Regions from separate parts of the Hordeum vulgare genome. Here region 2 is linked to region 1. Evidence: chromatin contacts called from public Hi-C data. All regions are on one chromosome and are shown on one strand. Each heading gives the region's core, a stretch centred on a gene start, on an enhancer-like site or on the middle of the called end of the contact. The rest is flanking DNA. Distances are from core to core; before and after follow the strand shown. Region 1 has its middle 150 kb from the start of LOC123442669. Region 2 holds the start of LOC123412812.

Evidence for each region. Hi-C and Micro-C count contacts between places; a contact is called where the count stands out from the background.
Region 2: a Hi-C map of seedling shows a contact between it and region 1, with 2.8 times the contacts expected there. The contact joins the promoter of LOC123412812 here to the enhancer-like site in region 1. A contact is called at or near these places in 2 of 6 Hi-C or Micro-C datasets (leaf and seedling).

The regions. Positions count from the first base shown.
Region 1 is chr1H:427,675,122-427,681,677 of MorexV3_pseudomolecules_assembly, reverse strand. No RefSeq gene overlaps it. Among protein-coding and RNA genes, the nearest start is that of LOC123442669, 150 kb to the left of the region's middle. Within about 2 kb of position 2,342, at least 3 of the 3 cell types and tissues checked have open chromatin away from gene starts, as enhancers often do. A contact at or near this core is called in leaf and seedling, where this site is marked.
Region 2 is chr1H:428,357,602-428,364,157 of MorexV3_pseudomolecules_assembly, reverse strand. It overlaps LOC123412812, which reads left to right and starts at 3,327. Exons shown (of 1, transcript XM_045105763.1): 1 at 3,327-4,362. The coding sequence starts at 3,402. The coding sequence ends at 3,935.

The sequences.
Region 1 (6,556 bases), core at 1,093-3,592:
CTGATCGATTCTGCTATGAAGTATGCCCGAGTGAATTTGAGCATTGAAGTTGATCCGAGTGACTCACAGGATCTTGAGATGTGACGGATCACATCGTCACGTCCGGATTTCACGGGATTCGAAATTTTGGTTAGCGCGTGCTGCACGGTGATGACGCAACAACCAAGGCAAGTGGGGTAACGATGCCTCGATTATTGCGCCGCCCTTATCGCCACGTACTGCGGCTCCACTGTTATCGGGATCGATAGAGATTCGACGAGTCCACCAGTCAGCGACTCACTCGGGCGGTTATAAATCTGGTCGACGCTAGGGTTGGAGCAGTGTCGTCTCTTGATTCTCCTCTGCTTCCTCTCCGCCTCCGCCCCGCAGGTGTTGCTTTGATCTCCTTACGCCGCCGCTGAGATGACGAAAGGCAAGACGAGCCAGCTTGAGTGCATCAAGAAGGGTGGAAAGTCAAAGAAGTCAGGCGGCCGATCAGCGCTGCCGCCAGGGTGGATCTAGGGATATTTTCTCCCGTCAACCGTCCGGAAGGAGGATGTGCTGGAGCTCGTTGAACACTTGGACGCATGGTCCTTTTTTGTACTTAGAGTAGTGTAGGGGAGTGTGGGTGGGTGCGGCGGGCCGCCATTTGGTCGACTGAACTGCACTTCTCCACTCAGGAGTGGAAAAATATTAGTGTCGACTAAACTATTTCCTTGATTTTTTCAGAAAACCTGTGAGATTGGAGGCAAGTATGCCAACTTGGAATGAGAGAAGAACCAGCAGCTGGATCTAGAAGTGACAACCAATGACCATTTCGCGGTCTTGTAGGAAGATCGTACTGCAGCAATTGTAGTGAGCCGTGGTACTGTAATGAACTAAAAATGTATAAAATTGTGTTCCTCTACCGATTTGGGTACCATAGATTTTGTTTGATTCTTTATAGAAAACGGAAAAAAAAATTAGAAGTGAATATTACCATAGAACTTTTTTTTAAATGAAAACATTTTCAAAAATTCAAACATATTTGGGAATTTTGAACATTTTAAAAAATTTGGAACGGGAAGAACTTTTGGAACTGTGAAGAATTCTTAAGTTTTTGAAAATGTATAACATCGTGAACTTTTCTTGGACAAGACAAATAATTTCTTGAATGTTCGGATAGATTTGAAATTATGATATTTTATAGAAAAAGTATTCAAAATTTGGAAGTCGGAACATTTTTTAAAATTGTGAACGTTTTTAAAAATGTATTTTTTTCAATTATGAATATATTAACATAAAATTTGAAATTTGTTAACTTTTGTTGAAATTCCGAACCTTTTTCTAAATAAATACTGAATTTAAGTATTAAAAATAAAATTAGAAGTTTTCGAACATTTTTTAAATTTTGCCAATTTGGAAAAAAAAAGAGAATAGAACTAACAACTAAATAAACTGAAAACCTAGTCACAGTTATAACTAAATAAACTAAATAAACTGAAAACCTAAATAAACTGAAAGGCCAGAACCAGAACCCCCTCTATTACTACTGAATTTGGCCAACCCTCTGTCTTCCCCATGTCGCAGCGACTGTTGTTTGCCGCAATGCAGAAGAACTTCCGTTATTCGCATAGAGGTCCTACATACCGTTAACACTTGATTCTCAAAAAAAAGAAACTGTTAACACTTATAATGCAGAAATCTGGTTTTAGGATCTTTCTAGGGGATTTTTGTTTGGATTTTTTTTGGTTGTTTTATTTAACTTTTTGTGCTGGTTATCTTTCTGCTTTGTTATGGTTTTCTTCTCTTTTTAAAAATGCTTGGAATTTCAAATTGTCTTACCATTTTTGAACTTCTAATTTTGTTCCCATTTCGTTATAATTCTGCGGAATTTCAGTTTGTCATCCACTTTTTGAAGAAATTTCAGAATTTAAAAAATGCTCAAACAATGAAAATATGTTCAAGGGTTGAAATAAGTATCCATTTTTTAAAAGGGTTTACAAATTTAGATTATGTTCCTACTAAAAACAATTGGATTTAAAAATATGTTTCCATTAAAAAAATCAGAAAATCAAAATTTATTCACAATTTTCAAACATTATTCTTAAATTTAAAAATATATTAGCCTCTAAATATTTAGGAAATGTTGCTGTTTTAAAAAAATGTTCTCAAATTCTATTTGTAGTGATTATTATTTTCATTTTTAAAAATATTCCCATTCTCTAAAATAGTTAACTTTTTTATAAATTTATGTACTTTTCAAGAGTCCCTACTCAGACTTGTTTTTCAAGGTTAAAGTGCCCGGTTGGTACAGTACCGTACCGGTATAGTGCCTCATTCGACCCTGGTATTTTAGGGAGTCCTATAGGACGCCTTCAGCACCAGGGAACAGTTCTGGCGATCACTGCAGCACCACACTGGGCCAGCCCGCAAAACACGAGCAGGTGGATGGAGGTGGTTTCTGGAAAATGCTATTCGTCGCGTGTTGCGGCAAATTGCCAGGTTTTCGCACAGAGAAAGACGAGCGAAGGATGAACTGAACCGGCCCATTACAGTTGCGGGGATTCCAGTTTTGGAAGCCTTCAAGATTTATTCAACCGGTTTTTTCAGGTTTTGGAAATTTTCCAAAATACTCCCTAAACTGGTTTACTTTTTTTCCGTTTTTTTATCTTTATTATGTTCTATTTCTTTTTTTAATTTTCTGTATCAAAAATGTTCTGGCTTTTTCAAAATTGTTCCAGAATTTGATAAAATTTTCCAAAATTTGAAAAACTTTTCTAGAATTTGGAAAAATGTTCTGAATTTGAAAAACTATTAGGGAATTTGATAAACTGTTCCAAAATTTTAAGAAATATCCATAATTTTTATGAAAATGTTTCGTATTTTCAAAAATAATTCTGTAATTTGCAAAAATGTTTCGGAATTTGAATCAACATAATAGAAAAACAACTATTTTATAAAACAAAAAAACAAGCTGGGCCGGCCCAGTTGGGGCGAGCCCTTGTCCGTTGCAGCTTGTCCTTGCCGAAGATGGACTGGCCCAGTCGGGGCGACACCATAGTGCAGTGCGCGACTCCTTGCCACAATTAGCGGCAAATAGGAGGTCAAGTGCTTCAGGTGCGACCGTTTGAAAAAACAAATGATCGCTGCACTGCATAGTTGACTAACCCATTCAATTGATGCCTTGATATGTTGACTTGACATTGACCATTAATTTATTTTTAAAAAGTTTATGCATTTTGGAAACAAAATCATTGATTTTGAAAAAAAGGTTCATTGAATTTAAAAAAGTTTAGAAAAACTGAAAGAGTTCATAAGTTTCAAAAATAAGTTCATTAATTTTTGAAAAAAGTTCATAAAATTTGACAAACAATTCACTAAATTTTGAAAAATTTCACGATTTTGAAAAAGTTCATTGATTTGAAAAAGGTTCATCCTATTTAAATAAATGTAAATTGATTTTTTTAAAAGTTCATCAAGTTTGAAAATGGTTCATTTACTTATAGAAATTAAGCCCATCAATTAGTAAAAATTCATAGATTTTGAAAACAAATTCACGAATTTTAAAAACACAGTCGCGAATTTTAAAAAATCATGCATTCTAGTAAAAGAAAAAAGAAACATAGAATGGAAAAATGAAAAATGAAAAGTACAGTAAAAAACCGTTTCAAAAACAAAAAAAGGTTTGAAAAGCTTCTGGAAGCTTTCCAAAAGTGGGGGATTCCGCAACCTTGACAAAGAATAAATAAATAAAGAAAAAGAAGTATGTAAACGTATATATCGGCTTGTCGTAGTGGTTGTTGCGCTGCTCTTTGAATGTGGAGATCCTGATTTTGAACCCCGCCTTGCATCCTTTTTGCTTTGCTTGAGTTTGAAGAGAGAAAATAAAGGGACATCGGGTTGGCCCAGCGCATCTCGGGGTGTGCTCCTGATTGCACAAAATATTGTAACGGGCGTAGCGGGCGCCATTTTGGATTTGCCGATCTTCTGCAAGATACATCGTTTGGTTGCTACAATGTTGGATCGCCATAATGCCTCTTCCGACCCGTTACAGTCACGGGGAAAACGTGGGGTTAATGGGCTAGGCCTAGCTGCTCGTGCTTGTGTGCATCGCATGGCTGTTTGATCAAAATATGTTATATAGCGAAATTACTAATTAATTGGTACTCTTTGCAAAGGTCACTCATATCTCCGCATGTTAAGACAAGTGGCAACTGCCTGTACGTCACTTGTATCAACCCAGTATTCAAAACGTTTTATCTTTTGTACCGTGCGTTCAAATCTCAAACCGTTTTTACTGTTGGATTACTCGCGTGAGAGATCTTTATAACTAGACCTTGCATTGATAGGTTTCGAGAACTTTTTTCTTCATAAACAAACTAGACGAAAAAAACGAATCGGAAGCAAAAAAAGATCATTTTCCAAAGAGGGATGACTGTGCCTCACGCGAAACCAAATCCGTGCTTCCACGAGAAGGAAAATGTGCCTCCCACGAAAGAAGAACAAAAACATGAGGAAATGCGTATTTATGTAAACAAGCTTAACTCCATTCTGCTTTTACAAGTACACTTTGTTGGGATCAGAGGAGATGGATTGTTCCACCCGTGACAAAGGCGACTGCGAGGTTACCTCGGGTCCACCATTAATGGCCCCTGTGCCTCGCCTACTCCCATAACTCCAACTCTCAGCCTCCCGCCATCCACCCACCAAGCCCCAGCCCCCAGATCCGAGAGGAGGATAGCGGGGAGGTGTCGTCGAGGCCACGCGAGGCAGGCACACCCCACAACAATGGTGGCAGCTCTGATGGCCCTTCAGTAGACGATTCCGGTGGAGCTGCTGCCGGAAATCGACCTGCACTCTTCGGAGGTGCACGCGGAGATGTTGCGCGTGGTGCGGGGGCGCTTCCCCGACCGCTCCAAATGGCGAGATATTATGGTGGAGATCATCCACAGATCTACCTTCGAGGAGCGAGCCCCTTTTTGCGGCGACGACGGCTGGATGGACTACGATATGATATTATGGGACATCGAGGAGGCGGAGACGATGGATCCACGCCAGGCAGCGAGCTGGAGACAGTTCAAGGCGGAGAGCCCCTCTCGTCTCAACATCCGTCTGCCGCCAGTGATAGAGTTGGCCAATCCCCCCCCCCCCCCCCCCCCCCCCCCCGGGGTCAACCTGCCCCTCGTTCCCTAAAGCCTTGGGCTCCCAGCGGACGTGCTCGCCGAAGGGCGCTTGGCTCGGAGCTGTGGGCGCGTCGTGAAGGGGGAGAGCTGCATCTCCGCAGTTTGGAACCACCACCGTGGCCAGGAGACCGTGGTGATATCTCTGCTTACCGGAGTAAGGGAGTTTTCGTGATGTGGGGAGTTGTGGTGACATTCTGGTCAAAAATTTAGATCGTGGTTTGTGAGAGTGTGACATTTCTCCTACTAGTCTTGTTGTTGGAGTTTCTACTCCTCGCCTTCCACAGTTGCCATGGGGTGCTTGTGCCTCCCCAACCCTGGCGAGGTCTTTGTCGGATGGCGACGCTGTGGTTCCTAAGGTGCCACGGGCTTATTCGAAATTGCCCTTGCGTGAACCAGTTGCGATTCCTGCACCCCTCATCTGGGGATGTGTGGTCAAGCGGAAGGCGCATTTGCCAAAGCCGTCTTTCCGTGAGGAAAATAGCTTTGAGGAGGAAACGGCAGAGTTTTTTGGATTACTTTGGGTTATCCCTTCCACCGTGCGCCGCCGGCCTCACATACACAACCCCCTCCCCTCCATACCCTAGATATGCCATCCCCAAAATTTTCTGGGTGAGGAAAGACTTCTTCCAATCTAGGAAATTTTTGAGAGAAGATTGTTTTCCAGTTGAGTGCTTAGGTCATTTTGACCCTACCCCACCATCTTCAAGCTTTTGATGGAGGGGATCAGCCCTGGTTCATTGTCGTTCACGGAGGTGGTCAAGAGGAATATGGACAAAGGGGGATAGCAACAGTAGTGGCCTCCATGTTGCCAGGCCAACAAGAAGACGGTGCCTGCCCAGGGAGGGCAAGTCCAGCCTCCCACACCTCCTCCACCTGCTCCCACGAAACCGACCAAGGCCATGGCCAAGGGTGGGGGTGGCAACGAAGAATCTGGTGTGAGGGGCTCCCAACCCAGTACGAGCGGCACCTGCAGTCCCACATCCACCAGCTACTCAAGCCGTGGATCCGAGGTACAAGGATATGACTTGTTTCAATTGAAGTTGGCATAGGAACTACATTGGTAACTGCATTGAAACCAAGAAGTGTTTCATTTGTGAGGATGGACACAATGTAAACAACTGTGCAACATGGGTCCATCAACACCCTACCGCAACATACTTTGGAAGTGTTGCTCCAGATTTAGGGTTTTACCATATTAACATCCCCGTGTGTGTGGAATCAAGTTGGATGAACTATAAAAATTGTACTCTGCTACATGTGGTGAGAGGGGAGGTGTCTACCTCAGAATTACTGATGCAACTGAACGATATCTTTTGCAAGAACAAGGAATGGCCCCGGCAGATCAAAGAGGTGGAAAGTAAAAAATTCCTTCTATGCTTTCCTCATCGGAAGAATGTTGAAGATCTGATTGA
Region 2 (6,556 bases), core at 2,078-4,577, 680 kb before region 1:
ACCCATGGGGATGTACCTGACTGTGTAGAAGGTGGTTGCTCAGTGCGGGAAGCCTCAGTCACAGAACCAGCAGTACCCGTTGAGGAAGAACCGGAAGCAGCGAGCAGACGCTTAAGTCTCAGAATATCCTGCTCAGTCAAAGCGATGACTGAAGCTGTCGAGGTAGATGACGAAGTCGCTGGAGATGGTGACCGCGCCTTGCGCAAGTGTTTCTTCTTCGTGTAACAGTGCGGCTCAATATGACCATCATTGTTGCAGTAGTTACAATGTGGACGGGGGCGACCTGAGCCGCCAGAAGGAGTGGGCAAGAGCGGCGGATCACTTGAGCGAGAAGGGGTCGGTGCAGCAGGTGGCGTAGAAAAAGTCCGAGCAGCGAGCACCGAGGGAACCTCCAGCAAACCAGCACCACGTAGGCGAGTCTCCTCAGCACGAATCTCAGAAAGCGCCTCCATGAGAGAAATACGGCCACGAGCAAACAACTGAGCACGCCGGGGCTCAAACTCCTTACGAAGCCGAGACAGGAACTCGTAGACCCGATGAAACTCCAAGTCGGCCTGGACGGCCTGGCAACAGGCGCAAGTACGACAACCAGCACTGCGAAGAGAATCAAGCTGGCGCCAGATAGCAGAACTCTGTGCATAGAAGGCATCAACAGTAGAGTCACCCTGATGAAGAGCATGCTCCTGACGGACCACGGAGAGGTATAAGGCATCACGAGAGGGCTCATAGCGCTGACGAAGGCGGGTCCACATCTCAAAGACAGTAGGAAGGCCCAGAAACTCAGAAGCAAACTGAGGCAGAACACTAGCAGTGAGAACAGCGGCAGCACGAGCATCATCATCAAGCCACTGGGTGTAACCGGACAGAGCATCCCGATACACCTGAAGAGTTTCCTCATAAGCCAAGACCTTCTCATCATAAGCACTCACAGTGGCCTCATAAGCAAGCTGAGTCGTATCCTTTGCGGCCTGAGAAGCATCCGTAGGAAGAGCCGGTGGGATCGGCGGGGTGGGAGCCAGGGGAGGAACCGGACATGGCGGACAAGAGACCTCGCCGGAAAGAAAGCCCCATAGGCGGATGCCACGCATGTGGATGCGCATGAAGCCAGTGAACTCGGTGTAGTTAGTGCCATCAAAAATCACTGGACAACGAGGAACAGCAACGTAACCGGATGCAGCAGACATTTTTTTTTAGAACCAGAGATCCAATCGAGATCAGATCAGGGCGGCGGCTGGCGGGCGCTGGATCAGGCGCTGGACCTGACGGGAGCCGCTCCTGGCTGGAGCGGGAGGTGCAGTGGGAGCGGGAGGGGCCGCTCCTGGCAGCCTGGAGTCCTGACGGGACGGGGAGCCGCTCCTGGATCAGGCGGTGGACCTGTCGGGAGCCGCTCCTGGCTGGAGCGGGAGGAGCAGCGGGAGCGGGAGGGGCCGCTCCTGGCAGCGAGTCAGCCTGGAGGCCTGACGGGAGACGCCCCTAGCGGGAGCGGGAGCGGGAGGAGCCGCTCCTGGATGGAGCGGGAACGGGAGGAGCCGGGGGAGATCGGCCTGCTCCTGGCGCGATCTGGAGGAGAGGAGCCTCTCCTGGGCAGAGCCGCTCCTGGCGAGATCGAGAGTTTCGACGGGGACGGCGGGAGCGGACGAGGAGGAGACAGGAAACACGAGTTGCGCGTGCTAAGAAAACCTAGGCTCTAATACCATGTTAGAAATAAGCAACTTGTATTACCATGAGGCCATAGGCCGGTATATATATACATGTACAGGTGGTGGACTATATGCAGGAAACCCCTTATATATTGGGATAAATACAGAAGGGTACATTACTTGTATTATAACTCTAACACGGGGCAGGGAACTGTGATGAGCAAGCCACCGTGGCTAGCGAGCCGGCCAAAAGTTCGGTCAGCTGACCGGCTACGGGCGTTTACCTATATCTCATCGGTCGGACATGTTCGCATGTCACCGCCTCTCGCCGACCGTCCATGCCGCTGGTCGCCGTCCTCGCCAGCCGTTCCTGTCGGCCATCCTCGCCGCTGGGTGCCGACCTCGCTGACTGTCCTAGTCACCGTTGCAGCCCACGCCATGCGTCCTCGCTGTTGGTCACCGAATCGCCGACTGTCCTAGTTGCCTGTCATAGCCCTCGCCGACCGTCCACGTCGCCGGCTTCACAAATGCTCTCAAGCTTCCCCCACCTATGGGCACACAAGAGCTTCAATGGCACCGGGGGACGCATGCTGCAATGGTGATGGAAGGGTGCAACGGTAGCAACGAGCATCGGTGCGCGACTGAACCGAGTCAAGACTTGAACTGTTGTACATCCGTGGGTTGCAACCGCTAGAAAAATAGCTTCAATCCCTAGATGAAAAAGCTTCAACCGACTATAAAGAAAGTTTTAGCTGACACTGCGAACCAGGGAAAGATACAACTGTTGACACAAAATGCTTCAACCTTAGATAAAAAAAATCTTCAACCAGATGATAGAGAGAGCTTTAACCAAACGCTACTCAAAACGAAAAAAGTTCCAATCATTTACAGAAAAGCTTCAACTATGAATGGAAAAAAGCTCCAACCTTCGAGAGAAAAAAAACTCTAACCAGACACTACGCAATCAGAGAAAAGTTGCAACCATTGACAAAGAAAGCTTCAACCGTATATGAGAAAAGTTTCAGCCGGCTACCGGCGACAAAAAAAAGCTGGGATCGGCCACCAGGGGTTCTCGAAGAAGTTGTATGTGTTTTTTTGCTGGAATGGACGAGGCGAAAAGCTGCAACTAGAGAGGCGGTTTGCTGGGACCAACATCAGACGAGAGTGGTGTGTTGCGACGGTGGCGAGTTGCACTACCAACAGTGGTGGAGCTGCGGCAGTCGCAGCTAAACCACAGGGAAAATTCACACTGATTAAAGGGCAAGAAATCTTGAGGATGAGGGAGAGGAATCCATGAACTGATGACGGTGCGCAGTTTTGCTTTGGGAAAGAAGAAATGAACGGTGAAGGCGTAGAGCTCACGAATGAAGGAATAAGACACGACCGTGGGCGGTGTGTGGGTCTAGCTACGTGGGCACAACACATGGGTGACGTCTGAAAACGCACAATCGCAAATGATCGCAGAGCGTGCGCGGAGCCGGCGAAACGTTTCAGCCGACGCTTCGGATGTAAACATTTCCCTTGTTGGTACGTAGCTAATGAGGTCCTTGTCAACTTACAACCCAAGTAGACAACCCAAGTTAGAGGCAGACTCGGATCCAACCTCACGGCAACGCGACCTCAACGCATACAATACATCTCCGGATGCCCAAGCTTAAACCCAAATCTACCCCCACACGGCCCTACCTCCTCACCAGCAAACCTGGCAAATAATAGCCGGCAACACAACACCCAAACAGCCAGGAAAATCCACACGCCATCATGGCCACCACGCGACTCCGCCTCCTATTCCTATTCACGCTGCTCGCCGGCACCGCCGTCTTCTCCGTCTCCGCTGCCTGCGACGTCCCTGCCGAGCCGGCCGTCGCCGGTGCAGTCGGCGCGGAGCCGAGCGCGTACGAGATGCTGGAGAAATTTGGGTTCCCAAAGGGCATCCTGCCGGTGGGCGTCACCGGCTACACGCTCCGGCGGTCGGACGGCGCGTTCCAGGTGTTCATGGACAAGGATTGCGAGTTCGAGGTGGACGGCGGGTACAAGCTCACCTACCAGCGGACGATCTCCGGCAGGGTGGCTGGCGGCAGCTTACGGGACCTCCGGGGCGTCTCGGTGAGGATCTTGTTCGTCAACTGGGGCATCGACCAGGTGCTCATGGCCGACGCCGACCACCTCATGTTCTACGTCGGCCCGCTCTCCCAGGCCTTCACGTCGGACAACTTCGAGGAGTCCCCGCGGTGCAGCTGCCGCCGCCATGGCGTTGCGGACGTTGGAGAGGTCGTGGGCGTGGCGGCGATGTAGGATCGGGCAGTTGGTTACGTGATTGCATATACGTGTACACAACAAACTACTGGTTTTTTTTTGAACACAACTACTACTGGTTAATTTGGTTTCCGGGATTGGTGCGTGAAATTCTTGCACGTGATGCTGTGAATTTTTTGATGCAAGTCGATGCATGCACGATTGGTGTGCGTGCAACGCGCTGCACACCGAGGAAAAGGACCCCATCAAATGGGGTGTCGATTTTATTTGCCATATTTATGATTCTTCTTCTTAGTGCGTGCAATTGTTATATTTTGCCTTCAATGTTTTATGTGGATTTGAAGACGATTTACCGTCTCTGGTCAGGTGATGATCATGTACATTAGTGGTGGTGTCGAGCTTGTCAGGCATGTTTGCAAACAAACAAAAAAAAAAGAATAAGGCTAGCAGATGCGAGTTTGTACCATCAAGCGTCAAATCATTATAGAGAGTTCGACTCATCCATCTACATATATTCACTTTGATCCCTTATCACCATCTTTTTTATGTCCATGTGATCTTTAAACGTTATCAACCAAAATCTAGCTTCTATGTGCATTTATTTGCGCCACAATTTTGTTTAAAACTCATAATTTTTGATTCAAGTGTCGAAATCAAGTTTTGTTTTTACTGTTGGGTTTCTCGTTATGAGATCTTCAAAACTAGATCCTATATTGATATCTTTTGTTGAACTTTTTTGAGGCAACTTTGGATACGATGAAGGCAACTTTAGTGTTATTGGAAAGCAACTTCATTTTTTTGCCTAGCAGGATTGGCAATTAGTTGGTTTGCGTAAAATTGAGAAAATCATACAAAACATGAGGCACATTGATCTCCCCCTAGCAAGTTGATCTCGCACTGTGTGCAAATCCTACTCATGTTGTTTGTAAGCCAAAGAGCAAGTGGACTGAACTGCTCTCCCTTACTATGAATAAAACGGAGAGTAGAACCGAACACTTGAAGCTCTAATTACCAGTATCTTTGGATACGGAGACCGAGGAAGAGTTCCTCCAATCTCTTTAAACACACTATAATTGGGGGTCCAGATTCCAGGTCGGAACCCACGTTATCCCTTGTTTAAGGGGAATAGATGAGATCCAACTATACACATTAGCATATAGCAATTGTTCTAGTAAACTCTAATCAAGTGCCGTGCCCCCTCCCCCTAGCACAAACCCACACAACTGTCCTAGCAAGATCAATAGCAACTACTACTAGCAAAAAAAATCCAAGCAATTATCCTAACAAATACAAGCAATTGTATTACCAAAACAAAATGAAAAAAATTGTTTCTAGCAAAACCAAGAAAAATATTACCAAACCACAATGCAAAATTGTTTTAGCAACACCGAGCAACTATCCTACAAAACCAAGCATCTATACTATCAAATAATCCAAGCAACTTCATTATTAACAAACAACTATGAAAATTATTTCTAGCAAAACCAAGCAAATGTCCCTAGCATTACTACTTAGGTTGTCTACTTTAAGCAAAAAAAAGTATGATGAACTTGAATAGCCTTTGTGGACAACTATATGACCCCCTACCCATGCAACTTATGTATTGTAGAAAAAAAACCCAAAACAACTCAATTATGAAAAGAACACAAAATGAAAAACTGTTCTAGCAAAAAAAATCCAAGCAACTCTCTAGCGAAACTAAGCAATTGCATTACAAAAAAAAATGCAAACACCTTTTAAAATTGAATCCGAGCAACTTCCTAACAAATCACAAGAACTTAACAATGATAATGAGTTGCCTAACAATGATGTCGAGTTGCATGTCATGAATAATTAGTTGGCTACGTTACTAGGAGAAGTTGTTTGTTGGTGTAGCTCATGCTTCCTATACTCTGAAACATAGTGTTGTACTCGATAGTGTGGTAGTCAACTTATATGTGAATTTTGTTGGGGAACGTTGCATTGGAAACAAAATTTTTCCTACGCACACGAAGACCTATCATGGTGATGCTCATCTACGAGAGGGAGATCGGATCCACATACCCTTGTAGATCGCTAAGCAGGAAGCGTTAAGAAACGCGGTTGATGTAGTGGTACAGCTTCGTGATTCAAATCACCGTCGTCCCACGATCTGTCCCACGATCTGTCCCGATCTACCACCGAACGGATGGCACCTCCGCGTTCAGCACACATACACGTCAATGATGATCTCCGCCTTCTTGATCCAGCAAGAGAGACGAGGAAGTAGATGAGTTCTCCGGCAGCGTGACGGCGCGTCCGTGATGGTGATGATCTATTCCTGTAGGGCTCCGCCCGAGCTCCGCAGAAATCCGATCTAGAGGAAGAACTACGAGGTATAGGTTTGAGTTGCACGTGGAAAAGTTGTGTCTCAGAAACCCTAAAACCACCAGTATATATAGGAGGAGGGGAGGGGCTAGCCTTGGGGCTCAAGAGAGCCCCAAAGGCGCCGGCCGAAGGAGGAGATGGACTCCCACTCCAATTTGGTTTGAAGGAGGAGTCCACTCCTTCCTTCCCACCTCCTTTTTTTTCTTTTCTTTGGTTTTCTCCTTGTGGCGCCATAGCCCACTTGGGCTGGCCTCACCAGCCCACTAAGGGATGGTGCGCCACCCTAGGACTATTGGGCTCACTCCCGGGTGGAT